Regions from separate parts of the Drosophila melanogaster genome. Here region 2 is linked to region 1. A link is a contact called in public Hi-C data. All regions are on one chromosome and are shown on one strand. The core of a region is the stretch at or near the end of the contact, and the rest is flanking DNA. Distances in the headings are between cores, read along the strand shown. Region 1 holds the start of smo (smoothened). Region 2 holds the start of ebi.

What was found. A called contact is a pair of places that touch in the nucleus more often than the background predicts.
Region 2: a contact with region 1 is called in a Hi-C map of the Kc167 cell line, with 1.8 times the contacts expected there. The contact joins the promoter of ebi here to the promoter of smo in region 1. A contact is called at or near these places in 21 of 107 Hi-C or Micro-C datasets (the D17-c3 cell line, the Kc167 cell line, the ML-DmBG3-c2 cell line and 8 more) and 3 of 6 datasets of contacts at active chromatin or transcription factors (the Kc167 cell line and the S2 cell line).

What each region holds. Positions count from the first base shown.
Region 1 is chr2L:275,634-279,798 of dm6, forward strand. It overlaps smo (smoothened), which reads left to right and starts at 1,949. Exons shown (of 6, transcript NM_078719.4): 1 at 1,949-2,230; 2 at 2,297-2,690; 3 at 3,010-3,491; 4 at 3,552-4,165. The coding sequence starts at 2,193. CG17078 reads right to left here and starts at 2,601. Exons shown (of 4, transcript NM_001272883.2): 1 at 1,326-2,601; 2 at 1,106-1,270; 3 at 1-864. The coding sequence starts at 1,509.
Region 2 is chr2L:412,172-416,529 of dm6, forward strand. ebi reads left to right here and starts at 2,896. Exons shown (of 3, transcript NM_057981.4): 1 at 2,896-3,275; 2 at 3,341-4,358. The coding sequence starts at 3,218. It overlaps AP-2alpha (Adaptor Protein complex 2, alpha subunit), which reads right to left and starts at 2,606. Exons shown (of 9, transcript NM_057471.6): 1 at 2,272-2,606; 2 at 1,225-1,483; 3 at 276-487; 4 at 1-66. The coding sequence starts at 1,288.

The sequences.
Region 1 (4,165 bases), core at 699-3,198:
TGGCCGTTATATCTGGGATCTTTTCGCTGTTATTAAAAAAGGAGCGCTGCAACGGAAAGCACTCTTTCATATATTCGATTATGACGGACTGTTCCAGTGGGGAACTGCCTCGGTAGCTGGAGATTAGTAACTCCTTTTTGTGCTCCAGATCCCTGTTAAGAGCCAGCGATTTTGCATCACCATTGGAAGCACCACCTCCGAATTTTCGTTTTTTATTAGGGATGTGGATCTCAAAGGTTCCCGAGCTGCCGCGTTTCTGGGGTTTGTTTAGGGCATTGTTACGGTTGATCATCTTGGATATGAGCGATTGCGGAGTGGTGGCTATAAACTGTCCCTCGCGGTCTTTTTCGAGTAAGGAGTCGGGGTACTTTTCAGCCGCCTGTTGGGCGACCTGCCGGAAAATCCGTATGGGAATGTGGGCGGATATTTCACGGAGAGCCTCCACCAAAACATTCGCAAGTGTATTCAACCGCTTGCCCAAACTCCCCTTTCCCTTTAGTAGTTTCATTATGTCCCCAGGCACCTTGCTCCAGGGTATCGAGAACTCCTTGAATAGAGCAGAACTCTTTGCACTTGATGGCGTTACGCTGGACAGTGACATGGTTTCGTCATTAGAGACCGTCGAATCGTTCGGGTTCGACACAATACTGTTGTTGGCATAGAAGCTGGGATCCACCGAGCTGCCGGCGCGTTCGGATCGGTTGAGGGGCGATGGCGGAGGAAGCACCACATACTCCTCCGACTCGGCGAGGAGCATCAACAGAATCTTCTCCTTGGCAGCGAACAAGAGCACGTCGTCCTCGCAGATCTCGCAGCCGTTGCTCTCCAGGACAATTGTGTTGCCGCACAGGCCGTATTTGTGAGCTACCGAATACAAATATATTATTGATATAAATTAAATAAAATATGTACAATTATTTAATTTCTATCCTAGATAAATATATCACCCATTGATCAAATTTATATTTTTAAATGCAGAAATGCTCTAAGCTTAAACCCAATAGATTCTTATTAAAGACTGTCTACTGGTTAATAACTTCCAACTGGGCAACGTTCATTCGGAATACTGGATGAATAGATACCCAATTCGTCGGACGTTCCTTACCTTTGTCGATTACATCCTTTCGAGTGGGCAACGACATGAAGGTCTTCTTGATCTTGCGATCGGCGCTGCATATGGTAATCAATACTTTGTCAGCCAGCTCGGTCTTCGGCTTGCCCTCGTCGTCGTCCTTCTGGCTAGCATCAGTGGAATGTGTCGGCTCTACGGCTAAAAGGTAAACGTTAACCAGGAAACTAGACTAGCTTCGAGCAAGTTTGCTAACCGGGGGCTTTCTCACCGCAGCTCTCTGGCTTTTTCGCTCCTCCTGTTTGTACACCATTTTCGATTGTTGTTGCCTTTGCGAGTGCGACCGGCGCTTGGTTTGCATTTTGATTCGGACTGATCGGCGCCTGCTGGGTGCTATGATCGCCGCCGGAACTGGCGGGCGGTGCGGGGGCAACGTCCATGGCTTCTATTTGCGTTTGCGCGACTCCAACCAAGCCCTGTTATCCGTGTTTTTGGACCGTGCCGTGAAATAATATTGCAGAATAGGGATGTAAAAACTACATCGATGCTTGGTGCGCTACTATCGCGGTGTTATCGATACTCCGCACCCAGTGTGACCGTCGAGCGCATGGCATAAATAAATAAGCCAGCGGCCAGCATTGCCATATAGTCAAAATGTTGCGGGGAACACCTTTTTCGTTTGCTGATGCATTTCTACATATGATCATATTTCTTATTTTATGTTGATGTTATCTTATGTTACGATCGAACAAAATAAATCCGATTTGTTTGCATATCATTCGACTTGTTGCAGCTATGACCGATAATAACCGATGCCGACCGATAACATGCAAATCTCGCTGACCGATAACATGGGTATATTTAAACTGGCCCTGAATGGTCGCACATTTGTTGCTTCAGCTTCACGTTGAGTCGCGTTTATTTTTGTTTTCCTCCTTGGTTCTTGTTTTTTTTTTCTCTTTTTTAAAAACACTGCAATCCTTCAAAGGGAACAATTAAACCAGGATATCCCGAGTCCAACGAAAGCGCCTTCACGATGCACTGACGAACCGCTGAGCAAGAAACGGGCATTCAGCCCATTAAAATTCACACAAGGCAGCTATTTAATGATTTTTATAAGCGGATGCAGTACTTAAACTTTCCGCGCATGCCAAACATTATGTGAGTGACTCGCCTCTGGCAAATGGTGTGGGCAATTAAAATAACTTGGTTATTTACAAACCGCAGGATGTTCCTGGAGGTTGCGATCTTATGCCTGTGGGTGGTCGCAGACGCATCGGCCAGTTCGGCCAAGTTCGGCAGCACAACGCCCGCAAGTGCGCAGCAGTCGGATGTGGAACTGGAGCCCATCAATGGGACTCTCAATTACCGACTGTACGCCAAGAAGGGCAGGGACGACAAACCCTGGTTTGATGGCCTAGACAGCAGGCACATCCAGTGTGTCCGACGTGCCCGTTGCTACCCCACCTCGAACGCAACCAACACCTGTTTCGGCTCAAAATTGCCCTATGAGCTGAGCAGCCTAGATCTCACCGACTTCCACACCGAAAAGGAGCTGAACGATAAGCTGAACGACTACTATGCCCTGAAGCACGTGCCCAAATGTTGGGCAGCTATACAGGTGAGGAATCTTAATAACATCTAATGTACCTAATGATTTCAAAAGGTGGGGCCGAGTCTGTATGAAAATACAGATTGTCGCATTATTTTCTGATAAGGAGGTGCATTAGAAACAAGTTAAGCGCACAACTGTGATTACTTAATTACGCTTTGTGTTCAAGCAGTGAAAGTAATATGTGAATTGCTTTATCTTGGGAAGATTCAGATATATATACATATTCAGTTGTGGCTCAAGGTTTTCTGTAGATATTATAGTATTTCAAATCCATTTCTTCAATATTCCGGATTAGCTCAACACACCCATTTTTACATGTTTATAGCCCTTTTTGTGCGCCGTCTTTAAGCCGAAGTGTGAAAAAATCAACGGCGAGGACATGGTCTACCTGCCATCTTACGAGATGTGCCGAATTACCATGGAACCCTGTCGCATTTTGTACAACACGACGTTTTTCCCAAAATTCCTTCGCTGCAACGAAACACTCTTTCCGACGAAATGCACAAACGGAGCACGAGGAATGAAATTCAACGGAACTGGCCAGTGTTTAAGTCCTTTGGTTCCGACAGATACGTCAGCCAGCTATTATCCTGGCATCGAGGGCTGCGGCGTGCGATGCAAGGATCCACTCTATACCGATGATGAGCATCGGCAGATCCACAAACTGATCGGATGGGCTGGCAGCATATGTCTTCTGTCTAACCTTTTCGTGGTGTCCACCTTCTTCATCGACTGGAAGAATGCCAACAAGTATCCGGCAGTAATTGTGTTCTACATAAATCTTTGCTTTCTAATTGCTTGCGTCGGGTAAGTTTTGAGCACTATTTTGCATTTGTATTCTTAATCAACCACGTATTTACTATGCAGCTGGTTGCTTCAGTTTACTTCTGGCTCGCGAGAGGACATAGTATGTCGTAAGGATGGAACACTTCGCCACTCAGAGCCTACAGCCGGTGAAAATCTTTCTTGCATAGTGATCTTTGTGCTGGTCTATTATTTTCTCACCGCTGGAATGGTTTGGTTTGTGTTCCTCACCTACGCCTGGCATTGGAGGGCCATGGGCCACGTCCAAGATCGGATAGATAAGAAAGGTTCCTACTTTCACCTCGTGGCGTGGTCACTACCCCTTGTGCTTACCATTACCACGATGGCTTTCAGTGAGGTGGATGGAAATAGTATTGTGGGCATCTGCTTCGTAGGCTATATCAATCATTCTATGAGGGCAGGACTACTTCTTGGTCCGCTCTGCGGGGTCATCCTCATTGGTGGATACTTCATCACCCGCGGCATGGTGATGCTTTTTGGACTGAAACACTTCGCTAATGACATTAAATCAACTTCGGCGAGCAACAAAATCCATTTGATCATCATGCGCATGGGAGTCTGTGCTCTGCTCACTTTAGTTTTCATACTAGTGGCCATTGCGTGCCACGTTACGGAGTTTAGGCATGCAGACGAATGGGCCCAGAGCTTCAGACAGT
Region 2 (4,358 bases), core at 1,646-4,145, 140 kb after region 1:
AGATTGGATGATCAGCCGAATAAGGTCGCTGTTGGTGTTCACCAACACTGAGATGAAAAGGTAACCCTAAAGTTCAAAAAACAGATTTTATCAGTAACATTAAATTTAAAAAACCAATTTTTTAATTATTTTTATCAAACTTCAAACAACGACAAGTTAAATTTAATTGAATGAAATTCCCTTTTCCCACAAGCAGAGTCGTCTGCTTTCAGTTCAATTATTTCGACTCGCTAAATAAACAAATGATTATTGAAGCAATTTTTTGGGGTACTCACAATCTGCTTTTCTGAGTATTTGTTGGAGGACAGCAAATTGACCGCCTCCATGTGCCCGAAGTCGATGTCATGGCCGAGGAGAAATATGAATAACAGCTTACAGACATATTTCTTTTTCTGATAGCCGTCGAGGGTTTTGTCTCCTTTAAATTTGCTTCGTATATTGGCCAACTCCTTGTTTATGCGTTTGACTTCGGCCTCTTTGCTTTTGCCTGTGGGCAAATGGGTGAATATTAGTATAGAAATTTGTGTCTTATGCGGGTATAAGGGAGATTCACAGTAAAACAACAGTGATTCGTCTGCGGAAGCTTCGCTTTCCTTTCCACCCCGCGATTGATCGATCGGAGAGACGACTTCACACCCTTCAGCTCTCTCCATGTCGCGGATTTTCTCCGATTCACATAGGCGTCAATTAGTACCAGTCACCGATCCGCAGCGGAACCTCTGCTCTCCTATATGTTGTCCACAAACCAGAAACTAGTAACCGAGCATACAGCAAACAACGAGCTGTGATAATAATACCATACAGTGAAGCGTCGGACTCTTGCGCACACACATATGCACGCTTCGAAGTACTACAGTAAGTCATCAAACTATCAAAATTGTAAGTATTTATTAATACTGAGAGGCAACCGATTCACATTGATATAACTATTTGCTGTGTTGTACCCATATATATAACTATATATATAACTTTCTCATATCTTTCTAATGTAACGACTACGAAAACATTTACATAGGAATGGAGAAGAAAAGTAGCCAATATTTTGTAATTCATCTGGCAGAGAGCTTACTGTTCCTGCGTTTTTGTACCGCCCCACGTTTTTGTCAGTGCGCTGCTCCTGGTAATTGATCAAGTAATGGCGCTGATTCCGCCCCTATGGAAAATCTCTTGTTGCGACCCGCTCAATTGGATTTAATGCTGGTTACCCAAGAGATCTGCACTTACAGTTCCTTATATCCGATATAAAGACGGCCAGGCCTCTCATGCCATCCCCCCGCACCGGCGCCATGGTAGTTAGCTTGTTAATTTTCGCTGGTTTTATGCAAACTGGGGGCGCAAGAAAATCGTCAATGGATGGCGGCCGAGTCTCGAGGCGTTCTTATCGCTCGAACTCGACGTCGGACCCTAAGATATATAGTTGCTCTCCGCTCTGGTTCTGCAAAGCTCTTTTTACTTCGATTGGATCTCGGCCGTTCCTTGGGACCTGAAAGGGGAAACGATACTCTATTTATTGTGGGTTGTGGGAATGGGAAAACTTAGTATTATGATTACGTTTTAGTATTTGTGTTAACAAACGTATATTATTCAAACAAAAGGTATTTTGGATAACAATTTGTATTTAGCCAGGGAGTAGCTTATTGTGCATGCCAACACATTGATACAGCTTCTATTTTGAAAGTCCGTATTGCAGTTTTACTTTTGATAACGAAAACGCCACAAAATATGTATGCACCACACATTTCACTGAGCATCAAGCGCTGATAACGATTTATATGTATAAAAAATCCAATGTTTAATAAACTCAGAACTTTTAAACGGTAAATAGTGGACTACGTGATTGATTTTCCGGCCAGTGCACCCAATGGCTGGCGAACTTTGACATTTTCTGGTGGAAGTAGAGTGTACCCCCGCATTTTTGGCAACCGATTTATTTTCAACTTGGCAGCGTTTTGCCCGTTGATAAAGATTCTGTGACCTCGCTCGCCCACTTTTTATCGCCTGGCGAAGTCGATGTGCACTTGGGCATTATTATTTGGATTTGCGCGACCACCGGCTTTTGTTTCTGTAGTATACTTTTTACTTTGCTTTCCGTTTCGTTTTATTTTCTGTTTTTCACTGCGCTCTTCGGTTCTCTTCTTTCTTTGCTTTCATGTCACGTCACTTTTTTCACCGCTGGATGACGAGGGCGTTTTGCCCAAAAAAAAAAGCACCGAAGAAGCCTCCAAAAACATTAATGGGCGTATGTTAGCTGTTCTTTTTTTTTGAGCTTACTTTTCCGATTTTTTTTACTCGCCAGCGGACAAAATCGGTTAGCGTTGCGGAATTTCTGTGGCGGAGCAGAGAGAGTAATCTCTGACTTCTGAAGTTGGCTTCGCTTGGAATCGGAATCCGGGGTGTTGGCTGCGGAATGTTTGACCCTGCGTGTTGCACTTTATGGAACTCCAACTCGCTGGAGCTTCGCCTCGCTGATTTGCCGCTAATTTGTTTGTTAACTATTACCAAGTGCAGGGCAATTCACTAAAATGAAAATTTCTATTGATTTTTCTTCGCTCTCGCTGCCTAAGAGTGGAGCCATCTAGCGGGCGCGGGTGGAACGATTGGTGTGACCAGTAGAGCGTTGGGTTGAAATACAATGATTACTTCGAGGGATGGGTACACAGGGATGGACGAAGAGAGACGACAATTCGCTTTAAGAATTTTTTACCTTTTGCTCCAAGCAGAAATCCAAAAATATCTTCTTAATTGTTTTTATGGCTAATAAATTTCCGTTCTATCCTTTAAGGTAACGCTTGGTGCAATACAAAAATATGACTCAAATTTGATTAAGTTGTTGTCAAAACTTGTGACGTCACAAAACACAAGGCTGCGCAACCTCTCGCAGCGCACACCTTGAGATTACTCCGCCATTTTTTTGCGCGTTTCAGAAACGCGTTTTCGATCCCTCGGTTTTATTTGTGGAAAAAATATGTGAAGTGCTCTTGCGGCAAGCAGCAAACTGGCAGAATTGAAAACACAGGACCGACCAGATCGATCCAAGTACCAGGAGTAGCACCGGATACCGTGGCTTGCGCCGAAGTGATAAGCGTGCCGAATGCAGACGCATGTGTTACGCAGCACAGTTCCGATTTTCGCACCGTAAAAACATAATTGGCATTGGAGATAGGAGTGGATTTTGGAGTGCGCTAGTAGTAGGAGAAGGAGCCAACCGCGTTCCGTCATGAGTTTTTCCAGCGACGAGGTGAACTTTCTGGTTTACCGATACCTGCAGGAGTCGGGTGAGTAAAACCCTCCAATCGCAAGATAACAGCCCGCCCTAATCTCATGCAATCCCGTTTTCTAGGCTTTCTGCACTCGGCCTACGTGTTTGGCATTGAGTCACACATCTCGCAAAGTAATATCAATGGCGCATTGGTTCCACCTGCCGCTTTGCTCACCATCCTGCAGAAGGGTCTTCTGTACACTGAAGTGGAGTGGAGCGTAGGCGAAGACGGCGAGGTGGCGCGACCCATTGAAGGACTCTCTCTAATAGACGCTGTCATGCCGGAGGTGAAGCCACTCAAGCCCATTGTGAAAACAGAGCCGGGAAAACCCGGGGCAGTCGACTCTTCTGCCCCTGCCGGTGGCAACCAGAACAACAATGCCAAGCCTGAGATAAAAATAGAACCGGGTACCGGAGTGGCGGGCTCAGCAGGTGGAAACAAAATTGCTGGCAGCACCACGGGCACAAGCACACCAACCGATCAGTCGGCAAGCGAGGTAGACTCCAGTGGAAATGCGGCAAATAATGCTGGCGGCACATACGCCGGAAACAATGGAGCTGGAGGGAACCAGGCCAGTACTGGAGGATCTAATAGCACAAGCACACCAGCTGGTGGAGATTTGGCAGCACCTGGGGCAAGTCAAAAGAAATCCCAGAACTCGAATGAAGCGGGAAGCTCATCTAGTGGCAATGCAGGCAATGCAAATGCTACCAGTACCGATGATGCAGCCTCCTCAACATCCACAAATGGCAATAGCAGCACTTCCAGCAGCGTAGAACAACCTACAAGCGGGCTGACGCCCGCTGGTGGAACTGTATCAACCTCCAATCCGGACGCAGCAGCATCGGGCGGAGCTTCGACTGCAACAGGATCAAAGGCGCCAAGTGGAGCGGTTACGATTCGCGTAGGAGCCCAAGGAAACAACGTGCAGTCTGGTTCGTCCAATGCTCAAAGCTCTGCTCCCAGTGGAACCATCTCCTCGTCTACCAGCGGAGGTGCTGGGACTCCCGCAGCTCTTGTTCCCATGGACATTGACGAGAACATCGAAATACCCGAATCCAAGGCTCGTGTATTACGCGGCCACGAAAGCGAGGTGTT